Linked DNA regions of Sus scrofa: region 2 is linked to region 1. A link is a contact called in public promoter capture Hi-C data. All regions are on one chromosome and are shown on one strand. The core of a region is the stretch at or near the end of the contact, and the rest is flanking DNA. Distances in the headings are between cores, read along the strand shown.

Region 1 (6,201 bases), core at 246-2,745:
ATAGAACCTGCATCCTTATGGATACTAGTTTGGTTCACTACCTCTGAGCCATGACAGGAACTCCGTGATTTGCCTAAGTTCTTAACAATGGAGTGGGTTCTGAATGGATGTGGGTAATCTCATTACTTTCTCAAAGGATTTCTTTGTTCTGGTCTTTTGTGTGTGTGTTTTTGCCTCTTCTAGGACCGCAGGTGGGCATATGGAGGTTCCCAGGCTAGGAGTCAAGCCACAGCAACATGGAATCTGAGCCGAATCTGCAACCTACATCACAGCTCATGGCGACGCCAGATTCCTAACCCACTGAGCGAGGCCAAGGATCGAACCCACAACCTCATGGTTCCTAGTTGGATTCGTTAGCCACTGAGCCATGACGGGAACTCCTATTCTGGTCTTCTTTTCTTTCCCCTTCCCCAAAGAGGGAATATGCTAGTTTTCACATATAGAGTGCAGAAATTCAAAAGTTTAACATCCTGTGTTGGCAAGTCTGAGGAAATTTGCACCCCTATGATATTGCTGCTTGGAAGGCAAAATGGTACCATTCCTATAAAATGCAATTTGGCAACATCTATCACAACTGTAAGTACGTCGACCCTTCAGCTCTCTTCTCGGAATGTATTCTACATGTACACGTACAAAATGAGGTACGAACAAGGTTATTCACTGCAGCACTGGCGATTAATTAAAAACAACTCGAGTGTCTAGCTATACAGATTCAATAAACCAGGGTGTCCCTTATGATATGTAATACTCTCCAGCTCTAAAAAAAGAATGAAGCAGGTATGCGGACTTGCATCTTCAAGAATAGTGAAAAAAGCAAGAGCAGAATAATGATATGGTGTATTATCTTTTGTGAAAGCTAGAAAGGATAGACAAAAATTTACATTTATTTGCTTGTATTTGCAGACAGAAATTGTATAAAGATACAGGGATAATAAATACAATTACATATCAAGGTAGGGTGATCATATAATTTGTTATCCAAATGGAACAGTTTACAGAGTAAATAATTACTCCTGTCCTGGACAAACTGGGATGTATGCTCAACCTATATAAAGTGTGAAGAGTGGAAACAGGGATGGGCGCACATTTTACTGTACTTGACAAAAGTACTGGTCTGTGGTGAACTGTACACAAAAACCAACTCGTTCTTTATTATGAGTAGTTCAGGTGCCGCCTTGAAGAACAAGGAACGGTAAAGCAAGACGAGAGCCACGGAACTTGAAGATGGAGTGGTTTTGCGTATCGGACACTTACAGGAGGTGCACAGGCGACTCCGCCCCTTGGGGTTCACCCGCCAATCCCAAGTGGGAGCGTGCGAGCCGGAGTCGGCGGGAGACGCCTGGGCGGGCTTAGGATCTGAGCAGTGGAGCTTCGCGTCACTCAACGCTGGGGGCGGGCCTAACGCAGGCTCCCGACCTCGGCGCTCTGGCCCACACAGGCGCTACTCTGTGGCCTCTCGGGTTCCCTCTGGCCGGACTCTGGAGGACTAGACTCGTTTCCCTTTGGCCGCGAGAGGCCCCGCAGCCTCCGCTGAGCTCGGAGGAAGATGGCGGCAGCCGTGCGGCAGGATTTGGCCCAGCTCATGAATTCGAGCGGCTCTCATAAAGATCTGGCGGGCAAGTGAGTATTTCCCAGGGGCCTGGAAGGTGGGGAGGGAAGCCAGAGACTTGTTTTCCTTGGATTTATGGCGGCTTTCAGCTGTGAAGCTGGGAGTGGGCCCGATGACCAAGGGGGCGGGCCTGAGGCCGGTTGTGGAGGCAGCTGCCGGGAGCCGCGGAAAACGGGAGAGGACCTTGTGCAGGGAGCCCGGGGGGTTGTCGATCTGGGGCGACTCTTCGCGTACTCAGTCCCAAGGGCATCCCTTCTGGTCCCAAGATTCTAGAAGCGCGGGCTGTGGGACCTTCCTCCCGTGGCCTTCACGCCTCGCCTGGTGCCCCTTCCCCTCGCTGGCCGGCCTCGCACCCCGCATTCTGGCCTCTCTCTGCCCCGGCTCTCCCCTTTTTTCTTTTTGAGTGAGGGAAGTTGATAGTCTGGGTCCTTGGTGCAGAGCCTTCCGGGGAGATGTCTTCTTGCGGCTGACGGGGGCTGTGGAGTTATGGCCGCTCTCACGCCGTCCAGAACCACTAAACCATCTTGTGTGGGTTCTTGTGTTGTGGGTTCTCTCGCTCCGCCAGCAACTCTGAAGAAGGGCACGGAGGTGGAATGTCACCACGACGTGCGTCAGGATGTCTAGAGTGGTGGTGTTTCCAGGATTCAAGATTGTTTAGGAAGTTCGTCGGAATTTATGCGGAGGGCTTAGGTCCACTGCAAGTTAAAATGTGTGATGTGTGCCTGCCCTGCAAGCCGTTATTCAACAGTGTTAATTATGGATGGATGGATGGATGGATGGATGGATAAAGTTGTCTTGTTTTCTCTTTGTAGGTTTCGCGGCGCTGTTCTTTTGTAATGAACATGCATTCTGCTTAAAGCGTGTTTCTCAAGCTGACAGCTGAGATCGCTTTGATCCGTATTCATAGGATGCACCTGCTCTAACCTGGCTATTGAAGCCTTGACTTTGTTTTACGTAGGTTGTAATGCTTTTGCCTGGTGGTAAATGTAATCTACTTTTATGAGTGGGAAATTTAGCTCTGCGCCTTGGGATTAACTACTTTCTGCCGCAGTTTCCGTCTCAGGAAAATGGGCTGCTTCTGTCTGAGGACAAAATGAGTATATGTGTGTGTGTGCACTTATGTCACTCGTAAATCGCGTAGACCAGGACCTGAGGTTTCGAGCCACAGGATTGCCATCGCTACTGTTGTTATTATCATTATTAAGCAGTTCTTAAATATATATGGACTTATTTCCTGGGTTGGAAATAAGTTGAATATGTCTCATGGCTCAGTCCTTTCTGCATGTAATTTTAATAGAGTCATTTTTGTTTTTTCACATTTTTAAAAAGTTTTATTGAAGTGTAGTTGATTTACAAGATTGCAGTCATCTCTGCTGTGCATCTGGATAGATTTGGATGCAAGTAAAACTAGCTTATGTTTGTTTCCGTGCCTGCTTTCCTTTTTGTTTTGTTGAAGAAAAATAAGTGCATTCTTTATCAGAAGAGATACACTTTTTATGTATTTGCAGAATTCTGAAACTTAAGCTAAGCATTTAACTTCCTTCAGTTTGAATTGCAGATAAACAATTGTATCTCTTATTGGGTGCTTTAGTTATTGATTGCTCTGTAGCAAATCAAAAACGTAATGGTGTAAAACAGCAATATTTCTCGGGGTGCTTTCGTTGACCGGGCTGTTTTGCTGGTCTTGTTTTGCTGGGCCCACTCATGCAACGGCAGTCACCTGGCCACTCAGCTGGGGCTGGTGTGGCGAAAATGGACTAGCATACATATCCGGCTGTTGGCTGGGTCTCTCTCCACAGGCTCCCACTCAGTGCCTTAGCTGAGGCTTCCTCGCAGGTCTTTGGGAGTATTCCGCAGGGTGAGAGTGGAGGCTCCAGGACCTCTTAAGGGCCCCTGCCTAGAAGCCTCACGAAGTCAGCTCTCAAGTTCTGGTCAAAGGAAGCCACAAGACCAGGCTGGATTCAAGGGGAGGGGCACCGGAGCTACCTCTTTATAGAGAGACTGGCCAGGTTACAGTGCAAAGGGGTGTGGCCAGAGGGAGGCTTCCTTCTCTGGATGCCATCACTGAAAGGAGCTCCTTCGCAGGCGTTGTGAAGGTTAAATGAAAGAGCGGACTTGCTAACTGGTAGGCAGTCCTACCTGAGCAAGAAGATGTCACATTTGTTTTCATAACGAAACAGTTCTGCCCGCTACATGCTTTACGAGACAGATAATCTTGAAATATATAACTAGTTTTAGGGTTTATGTTAGGAGCTGAGGAGCAAAAGATTCTGTGTTAAGAAACGAGGAAGGAGTTCCCCCTGCAGTGCTGCAGTTAAAGATCTGACTGCAGCACTTCCGGTCGAGCAGAGGTGTGGGTTGGCTCCCCAGCCCAGTGCAGTGGGTTAAAGGATCCAGCATGGTTGCAGCTGCAGCTCATATTCAGTCCCTTGCCCTGGAACTTCCATATGCTGCGGGTGCAGTCGTTAAGAAAGAAAGAAGGAAAGAAATGATGGAATAAATTCCTTTTTACCGAGGCACCTCTGCAACCCACACACAGCCCAGGGCAACACCGGATCCTTAACCCACTGAGCGAGGCCAGGGATCGAACCCGCGTCCTCATGGATGCTGGTAGGGCTGGTTATCGCTGAGCCGTGATGGGAGCTCCGCCTTTGCAGAGTTGTTTTGTGGCTCAGTGGGTTAAGGATCCAGCATTGTTACCACAGTGGCATGGGCAGCTGCAGAGGCATGGTTCATCCCTGGCCCAGGAACTTCCATGTGCTGCTGGGGGCAGCCAAAAAGAAAGAAAAAAGGAATGCTTTCCCTTAACTGTGAAATAATTCAGCAGTCTAACTTTGATGTGAGAAATTGGCCTTGAGAAGTATTTTTGCAAATTATATATAGACTGCTTTTATACTTACTATACATTGTGTTCATTATATCGTGTAAAGGTTTAAAAGAGAAAAGCCTTGGGAGAGAGCATTTGTTATGGTAGCTTCTCATTCATTTGGCTAAAACCTATGACGTTTTTCAAAATCCAGTTCAGATGCTTTTTCTTTCAAAAAGCCTTCTCTGGAAGTTCCCGTCATGGTTCAGCGGAAATGAATCCAACTAGGAATCACGAGGTTGCGGGTTAAGGATCCGTCATTGCCTTGAGCTGTGGTGTAGGTCGCAGATTCAGCTTGAATCTGGCATTGCTGTGGCTGTGGTGTAGGCCGGCAGCTACAGCTCTGATTCGATCCCTAAGCTGGGAACCCTCATATGCCAAGGGGGTGGCCCTAAAAAGCAATAATAATAATTAAAAAAAAGCCTTCTCTGAACAACCGTCAACACACGGAGGACCAGCTTAGGGGCTCTTGCCATCCCCAGTGGCGTCTGATGGGTCCCTCTAGCCTAGCACTTTAATGGTTTTGTCTGTTTGCTTCTCTCCTTTTCTGCTAGAACATTATCTCCTTGAGGGTAAGTTTGAGGTCATGGATGGTAGGTCTTTGTTAAGTCGATCCTATATAAATATGACTCTCCCCCCTCCCCCTTCCCAGTTCTGTGTGCCCTGAGGAAAATACCAAGCCTTCCAAATCTAAACATTTCATTTAATGAAGAGCTGCTCATCTGGAGAAAGGAGAGTTAGGGGAGGCTTTTTAGCTGCCTTTGCCTGTAGAAAAGCTGTTTTGCAGAAAAGAAAATAGGCTTTTCTATCTCACAGAGGTAGACTTTGGATCAGAGCTTTCTAATAATACAGTGGAATGAAATTGTTCAAAATATACAGCACACACACATACAGGCGACAGAGGACAGACTGCGTAACCTTAAACCCTCCTTCTAACACAGATTCTCTGGTTCTCTGCTACTCTACCCATAAGTCCCAGTGGTTCCCCTCTGAAGAGTGGGGTTCCCTAAAATCTGATGTTTTAGATTTTGTGCCAAGTGCAGCTTACATTTTATTTTTCGTTTGTTATTTTGTCTTTTTAGGGCTGCACCTGCGGCATATGGAGGTTCCCAGGCTAGGGGTTGAATCGGAGCTGCAGCTGCCGGCCTACAGCACAGCCACAGTAACACCAGATCTGAGGCCTGTCTTGCAACCTACACCACAGCTCAGGGCAATGCTGGATCCTTAACCCACTGAGCGAAGCTAGGGATCGAACCTTCGACCTCATGGTTCCTAGACGGATTCTTTTCCACCGCACCACGACGGGAACTCCTATTTTATTTTTTATCTTTTTAGGGCCACACCTGTGGCATATGGACGTTTCCAGGCTAGGGGTCGAATCAGAGCTACAGTTGCTGGCCTACACCACAGCCACAGCAATGTGGGATCTGAGCCCCATCTATGATGCTCATGGCAACACCACATCCTTAACCCTCTGAGTGAGGCCAGGGATCAAACCCACGTCCTTGTGCATACTAGTCAGGTTCATTACCTCTGAGCCACAGCGGGAACTCTGCAACTTAAATTTTGAAATCTTTGACGGTAGGTGATGTTATTTATATTACATACGAGAAAACTGAATTACAAAAGTGAAATACTTTGCTCTGAGGTCACACAGCTAGTGACAGAGCAAGAATACAGCATGTTTGTCTCAAAGCCCTTAACTCTAAACATACTTACCTTTGGT
Region 2 (7,092 bases), core at 4,328-6,827, 530 kb before region 1:
AAGGCTAAAACTAATCATCCTCCATGTTGGCCATAAATCACACACAACATAAATTCAAAACTTTCTTTTATTAGGGCACCCTTACAGATGACAGAATACCCAGGCAATGTTAAAAAAAAAAAAAAATACACAGCAAGGATACACGAAACGTATAGAAGGGCCACAAATGTATTTCTCTCAAAAAAAAAAAACAGCACTGAAAAACTTCAATGATATTCTTCAATTCCAAACTCAAAAGGTCAGTTGATTTTTAGACTCTTTCATGACAGATAAGGATTTGAAATGAACAGAATTTAGCATTCCTCCCTTATGTGCTCATCATCTCCCGATCTGGGGGCATCCATTTCTACAATCCCCCCACCACCACCGCCCGCTTTTCAGGGCCACACCCTCAGCATGCGGAGTTCCCCAGGCTAGGGATTGAATTGGAGCTACGGCTAGTGGCCTACGCCACAGCAACACAGGATCCAAGCCGCGTCTGCAACCTACGCCACAGCTCACAGCCCTGCTGGATCCTTAACACACTGAGGGAGGCCAGGGATTGAACCCACAACCTCATGATTCCTAGTCGGATTCATTTCCGCTGTGCAACAACGGGAACTCCCCGTTTCTACAATTTTTAACCCTGGCAACTTGTCAAAAGTTTCAAAGAATACTAAAATTCAGACCCATCTACTCTACTCAAGGTCTCTAGAATAAATCCAACTTACTAAATCAAAGGCCAGTAAATTAGGCATGAGACTGCCTTATCTAAAAGTAATTGTTTTACAAAGCAAACAATGCTTAAAATTTCCCCAAAGCACTAGGGTATAGATTATAATCACATATTTAAAACAAAAATGTGTTCTGCAGAGCTATTTCTTAAAAGTTAGACAGAAGACATGCTATAGCACAATTAACTCACGAAATTCTCAAACAGGAAGAATCACACTTGAGTTTATACACTACTGTTACAGGACCACATGAATCATCCTATTATTAGAAAAGCACTGCTGTACTTTGGCTAATAAACGAATGAGACTATTCTGCTTCTGGCCTAATCCACTGCAGGCAAGTCCATGCACCTACCTTGTAAAACTGCCTGTCTGAAAACCAACACAATATTCCCCACTGATCATGAGAGTTTAAAAACTCTGCCTCCAGGGAGCTTTCTACATGGCAGGCATTATTTTGCCAGACACTACGTCATTTTAAAGTACCTACCCTAAAAGAATTGTTGCCCTATAGAGGACATAATGAGTCCACAACAAAAGGGGGAATCCCTGTGCAACTGCTTTTAAGTCAAAACTAGAGATGTTAAAGTTGGAAAGATTATAACGACATGAACCCAGGAAGGCATTCTACTCAAAGGTCCATAATAAATTGTGGAAAACCTTTGCTCCCGACTAAAGGTATAAGAGGCATGTGCATGTGTCTGCAAAATAGCTGTCTATTCTTATATTAAAACCTGTCCACAACAAACTCATTTTTTAAGTATTAGAATGAAATTGTAATTACTCCAGTATTAAGTTAGAATAGTAAAAAGCGCACACAGAAACGTGTTTTAAGTAGTTAAATTTAAATGATCTTATATCTAGTAACCAGACTTAACCTCATCACTGACTATTATGAAACTTCTGCCCAATTTCCCTCTGTCATACTGAGAAGACAGTATGACAGACAGGGCGACAAGTGCACAGACACCAAAAAATTAAAGTTCTTAAGGTTTTTTCGTTCAAAAAGGAAAAGAATATCTGTAAAGGATTAAGTCTGACTAACTGGGCAGTAATTTTTCAAAATCAAATACCAGACTTTAAAAATAAAAACATTACTCGCTAAATTCACACTCACTTAAAATGAGCTTCATAATCTAAAATGTTCACTAATATTTAATTGTCCCATTTTTCCTAAAAGATCACTCAAAAAACTTGTAAAGTTACAGTCTCAGATAGCACAGCATATGTAATTATAACAGTCAAAACAGAAACCTTCAAACCTAAGCTTACGGTTCTTTCAAACTACTAAAAATAACTGCTTATCTAAGATTTGAAACATATAATCAACAGTAAAGTTTAGTTTGCCACTATTACTTACAAGGGAAATTCAACTATCACAGTGCCAAATAAAATAATATCTATCAAAAAACTTTTATTCTGCATGTTAAACTATAGCCCCAGGTTTTTGTTCGTTCTCTTTTGCCTACTGTTTCCACTCTGCTTTATCTCCAATATAAAACCAGACAGATTTCGGTGAAAGAATATAACAAGAGTTAAATGTTATCCCAACTGGGCTCTTAAAACACAACGGAGTTTGTACAGACATGAGTCAACTATGTGCAAGTTACTGGCCCTCTCAACTGGAGTAGTTGTGGATACAAACTCCTGGAAAAACTCAAATATAATCCTAAAGACAGAAATACTGACATTTAGGAAAAGAGAAAGGGAGAGATAAAAAGAATACTCAATCTGCCAGCCTTCCAAAAAGCCATGCAATTGTGAATACATGTCAACCAACCAACTGTAATTAACATTCCAGCCAAATCACACTAAAAATTTAAAAATCTGATTTAAGCTGTAGTGGAAAGTCACATCAGTGTGCCTCTAACAGTACATAACGCAATTTTTATTAAAAGTTCTATTTACAAATATGGTTGGTGATAAAAACTTCAGTTCTGCATACATATACACAACACTACTTTAAAAATTGGTTTGCTGTTGACATCTCCAGAATATTTCAGTATAACATGCAAGACATTTTAAACACACAACACAGTATCAAATAACCTTCACATATAGCATTAAACTTAGAATTACAACAAAAATTTGTCTCAAGAAAATCAAATTTAATAGTAATATTTTTTCTTGCCCAAATATAAAAAGTATCAGTACTAACTATATTAAGCTTTAATTGGCCAAACCACAATTACATGCATTACCACAGATCAAAATCCACGTAATGGCATCAATTTTGCCCAAAGATCACACATGATGCCTAAAAAGGTTTTATATCCCAGGTACAAAATATCCTACTATACTATTTAAGTCTAGAATTTCCTGGGGATCAATGGGCAACTAACCAATACACAGCCTCTGCATGTTATGACTACTGAAAACCTTTATAATACAGAAATAAAATTTAAAAGTTTTACCATTCTTCCCGCTGTGCCGTCGCTGCTTCAGTGTGTCGTGGGGAGGAGTTTGAATGGCTAGGGAATTAACAACCGGTACAGCAACCAATCAAAATTCTAGTTTTAGTTTTTGACATTGTTAGGGTTAAAAACTTTAATTCATTTACACTTCAGTTCAATAGTAGATAACTACAAAGGGAGCTGCTTTCAGATTTGAAAACTCAGAACTAACAGAAAACCTGCCCCAAACAGCAAATTATACAATTAATCATTTTGGTGCCTCTGTCCAAAGAACAGAATTCAGAAAACAAAACCCAAAATGTTAAAGGCTTAAGTTTCAAATATTTAACATAATCCCTTTCTTAAATTAAGCTATACATGATTCAGGAGAAGCTAAGGGAAAAAAGCTCGTTTCCCATCCCATCTGCACTCTCCCAAAGCCAGCACAATCGGCAAAACAGCCTGACAAGAGTCTGCTTAGGCTGAGATTATTAAATCCTACATTCCAAAGGGCTTCTCTCCCCCTCCTCCAACTCTTACGCTCTTTCCCAATAAAGGAAATATTTAAATGGTTAAAGCGACATTACTTTTGCCTTCCACCAACACCTTTCTCCTTGGTACCGTGGAAAAAATTTCACACACACACATCCAATTACAAAAGGTAATGGAAGTGTTGACCCGAGATCAGCAATCAGTAACGGGAATGAAAAGAAAACCCAACCAAGAGCCTAGATTCAGTCCCTCCTGCTAACCCTGTGTTATGCTCCCGGCTCCCAAATGCTGCGTTCTGATAAATACTATGCAGCTTCAAATAATGTATGCTTCGCATTCCAATTGGGAGAAGCAAAGTTACTGTTTAATATGCAAAAAAAAAAAAAAAAGGCCATGGCACAATACAGGATTTGTTCATTATGAAAAAAGGATGGCGGGCCTCCTTTAACTTAAGTGGGTTAAGAGAGCGGGAAAGAGAGCACCAGGAGAGACCAAAGAAAAGGACCCTGCGCACGGGGTGGGTTGTGAAAAACGGAAACTACACAGAAAAAATGAGGCAAGAGTACAACCTACGAACAGCTGGGGACTCCAAGAGCGGAGGGCGCGGAAAAGGTGCGCGGGAGAGTTCGCTCGGCGGGATGGGGGAGGGCAGCCGGCCGGCGGGAGCCGGAACGGCTCGAGCCCCGGGCAGGCCCCGCCGCCGGGCAACTTAAGGAAAGCCGGCGGAGCGGAACGGCCGCAGCCGCGGGCGCCCTCCACCAGGCCCGGGGGTCCGGCGGCCGCAGCGCAGGGGCCGCGGGGCGAGCCGCCGCGCCAGCCGGTGCGGAGGGAACGCGGAGGCCGCGGAGGAACTCGCGCCCGCGACTCAGAGGCGCTCGGCCTGAAGCCGAGAGGGAGGAGCGCCGCCGGACAGCCTACACGCTCCCCGAAGCGTGTGTTGATAAATACTCGCCGTCCCGGGAGGCCGGGGTGAGGGCAACCCCATAAGCCTGAGTCGCCCGGGCATAAAGGCTTTTGTGTCCGCCGGCGCCGTCCTGCCCGGGACTTCAGAAAACGGGGACGCGAGAAGACAGCGGCAGCGGAAAAAAGGTAACCCCTCGGCGGGCGGGAAAAAATCCCGGCGGCTCCGCCAGTGGGAGGAGACCCGAGGCGAGGGAGGGGAGGAGGGCGGGCCGGGAGCGGCATGGTGACGGCTAAAGGTGGAAACGTGTGGGATGGGGGAGGGGGCGGCCCGCGGGCAGGGGCAGGGGACGCGGGCCCGGGAGTCCGGCGCGGAGAGGGGCGCGCGGGGCGCCGAGGCTGCGCGCGGGCCGGGCGGGAACGAGGCCTAATGGCGGGGCACGGGGAGGGGGAGGGGAGCTGGGCCTGACTATCCCGGGCCGCCCCTTACTCACCCTTCGTCCTCCTCGTTCTTACTGGCGTCGATCTTCGCCCCCTCCGACTCGGCGCTGCCCCCTTCCGTGCCAGCAGCCGCGGTTCCGCCCCCGGTCCCGGCTCCGCTTCCCGCCGCCGCCGCTGCCCCCGGCGCCGCCGCCACCATGGCTCCCTCCTGCTCGCCCGCCGAGCCGCCTACCGCCGCCGTCGCCGCCGCCGCCGCCCCGTCCCCGCCGAACTGCTCCTCCGACATAGCGCTACCGCCGCCGCCGCCGCCGAGACGACACCCGCCGCCGCCGCGAGCCGAAACTAGCAGCAAAGTAATCCCCGCCGCCGCCGCGCGCCCGCTCCGCCGCGCGAGGCACACAACAAGACAGAGACGGCGCGCGCGGCTGCACAGGCTCCTGCGCCTCTCCCTGGCCTGCCCCCCTCGCCTCCCACTCTCGCGCGGCGCGCACGCCCGCTCTCGCCCGCTGCACTAAAAAAGAATAAGACACAGCGGCGGCCCCTCTCGCCTCCTCCTCGCTTTAATGGCGCCGCCGCGGACCACCTAAAATGGCCGACGGAAGAACGGCGCGTCCCGGTCACGTGACGCGCGAGCGCGCCCTTTGCACCCCCGCCCCCCCGCCAGTTTTTCCCCTTCCTCCTCGGTCCCGCCCGCGCGCCGCCTTTCATACCTTCTCCGCACGCGCCGCGCCGCTCTGCGTGGGGCCTTTAAAAGGAACCGGAAGTGGCGTCCGCCGGGAGAGCCGCGCCGAGACCATCGAGAACAAGGGGCGCTGTTTCCAAGGCGCAGCTAGAGGGGCCGCTTCCCCCGCCCTCGCCTCTCGAGGGTTCCCGGGGCGCTCACCCGCCCACCCCACCCCTGCCTGCCCGCCCGCCCGCTCCAGCAGGCGGGGCGGCGGGCAGCGGAGTGGGGGCGCCTCGCGGGCGGCGGCCGTGCCCGCGCGCCGGCGGACTCGGCGAGGGAGGAGAGGCGCCCCGCCGGCGGCCCTGGGCGCCGGGGTCCGCGGGAGGAGAGCGGCCACCCCGAGGGGGCGGCCGGGCCCACGCCGCTCCGGGGACGCCGGGCCGGCCGCGCCCGTGCACGGCCTGCGGCAGCTCCTCCGGCCACCGGAGCCGCCCGCGCCCGGGTGACATTGAGGTGCCCGCGGCTGCCGCTGCCGCGCCCCCCAGCCCCGGCGGGCGGGCTGGAGCCGCCGGCCCGAAGGGCTGCCTCCTTCGCGGCTTGTTCTCCGGGTCGGATGTGTGCCTGCCTGCCCGTCTCCTGAAGTTTTTCGTCGAAAGCAGCGGGCACCTTGCGTGTTTTAAGAAACGGGGTTGTCTTGCTCTGCTTACTCGGAGGATCCCGACACCTGCCACGTCCTTGGGGACGTGTGTGAGATCAAGCGCGCGTTCGGTTAATGTAATGGTCTTCAGTCTGTGCGTTGTGTGCATCGTCTTTACGAGGGTGCTCGGTTTGGGGCGTTGTGGGTTTGGGCGGCTTTGGTTAAACCCGCCAGGCGTCTTGTGCGGGGTAGCAGTCAAGTTCGTCTTTAACAGACCTGTTAGAAATCCCAAGTGCCTTGGCTGGAAACTGAGTTATTCGGGCTCGGGGACTGGCAGCTTCCTGCACGCACATCTAGAAGAAAATGAAGGTTTGGGGCACTTCTTTCGTCAGGAGATGATTTTGCGCCTGTTTCGTCATGTGCCCAGACACTGAGCAAACGAAGACTAGTGCGAGATACAGCAGAGGACTCTGGAGAGGTAAAATATTTGGTTTTCATTATGTAGTTAAATGCATTGATACTAACGCTACCCAAAACCTCTAGGATTAAAAATGTCTAATGTTTTATAATTACTTAAGTTAGAGACTTTGTGTTACAGAATAATTAAAACCCTAGAATGCAGATCAAATTCTGAAAACGTCTTAAAAGACCATCGTACTGAATTCCTCTAAGGAAATCATAAACAAGCAATGCCAAGGATGCGTACCTCAGAGCACGTGGTGGCGACTTCGGGTGTGTCTCCATCTGTCGAAGTGGAAGCCAAGAAGAAAGTGAGTGTTGTGCTCTACCAAATACTCCAGTTTAGAGACAACTAAAAAGAACGCCTGAAGGGGGTGCCTCGAATCTCTTGCG

The links. Promoter capture Hi-C pulls out the DNA fragments that hold promoters and counts their contacts.
Region 2: a promoter capture Hi-C map of liver shows a contact between it and region 1, with 5 times the contacts expected there. The contact joins the promoter of HNRNPD here to the promoter of COPS4 in region 1. A contact is called at or near these places in 1 of 5 promoter capture datasets (liver), 1 of 47 Hi-C or Micro-C datasets (heart right ventricle) and 2 of 2 datasets of contacts at active chromatin or transcription factors (alveolar macrophages and skeletal muscle).

Annotation. Positions count from the first base shown.
Region 1 is chr8:135,309,638-135,315,838 of Sscrofa11.1, reverse strand. It overlaps COPS4 (COP9 signalosome subunit 4), which reads left to right and starts at 1,495. Exons shown (of 10, transcript NM_001105304.1): 1 at 1,495-1,620. The coding sequence starts at 1,547.
Region 2 is chr8:135,842,977-135,850,068 of Sscrofa11.1, reverse strand. It overlaps HNRNPD (heterogeneous nuclear ribonucleoprotein D0), which reads right to left and starts at 5,577. Exons shown (of 7, transcript XM_021101885.1): 1 at 4,993-5,577. The coding sequence starts at 5,225. LOC110255270 reads left to right here and starts at 5,504. Exons shown (of 2, transcript XM_021101889.1): 1 at 5,504-6,718; 2 at 6,913-7,092. The coding sequence starts at 5,528. The coding sequence ends at 6,109. It also overlaps the pseudogene LOC100737946.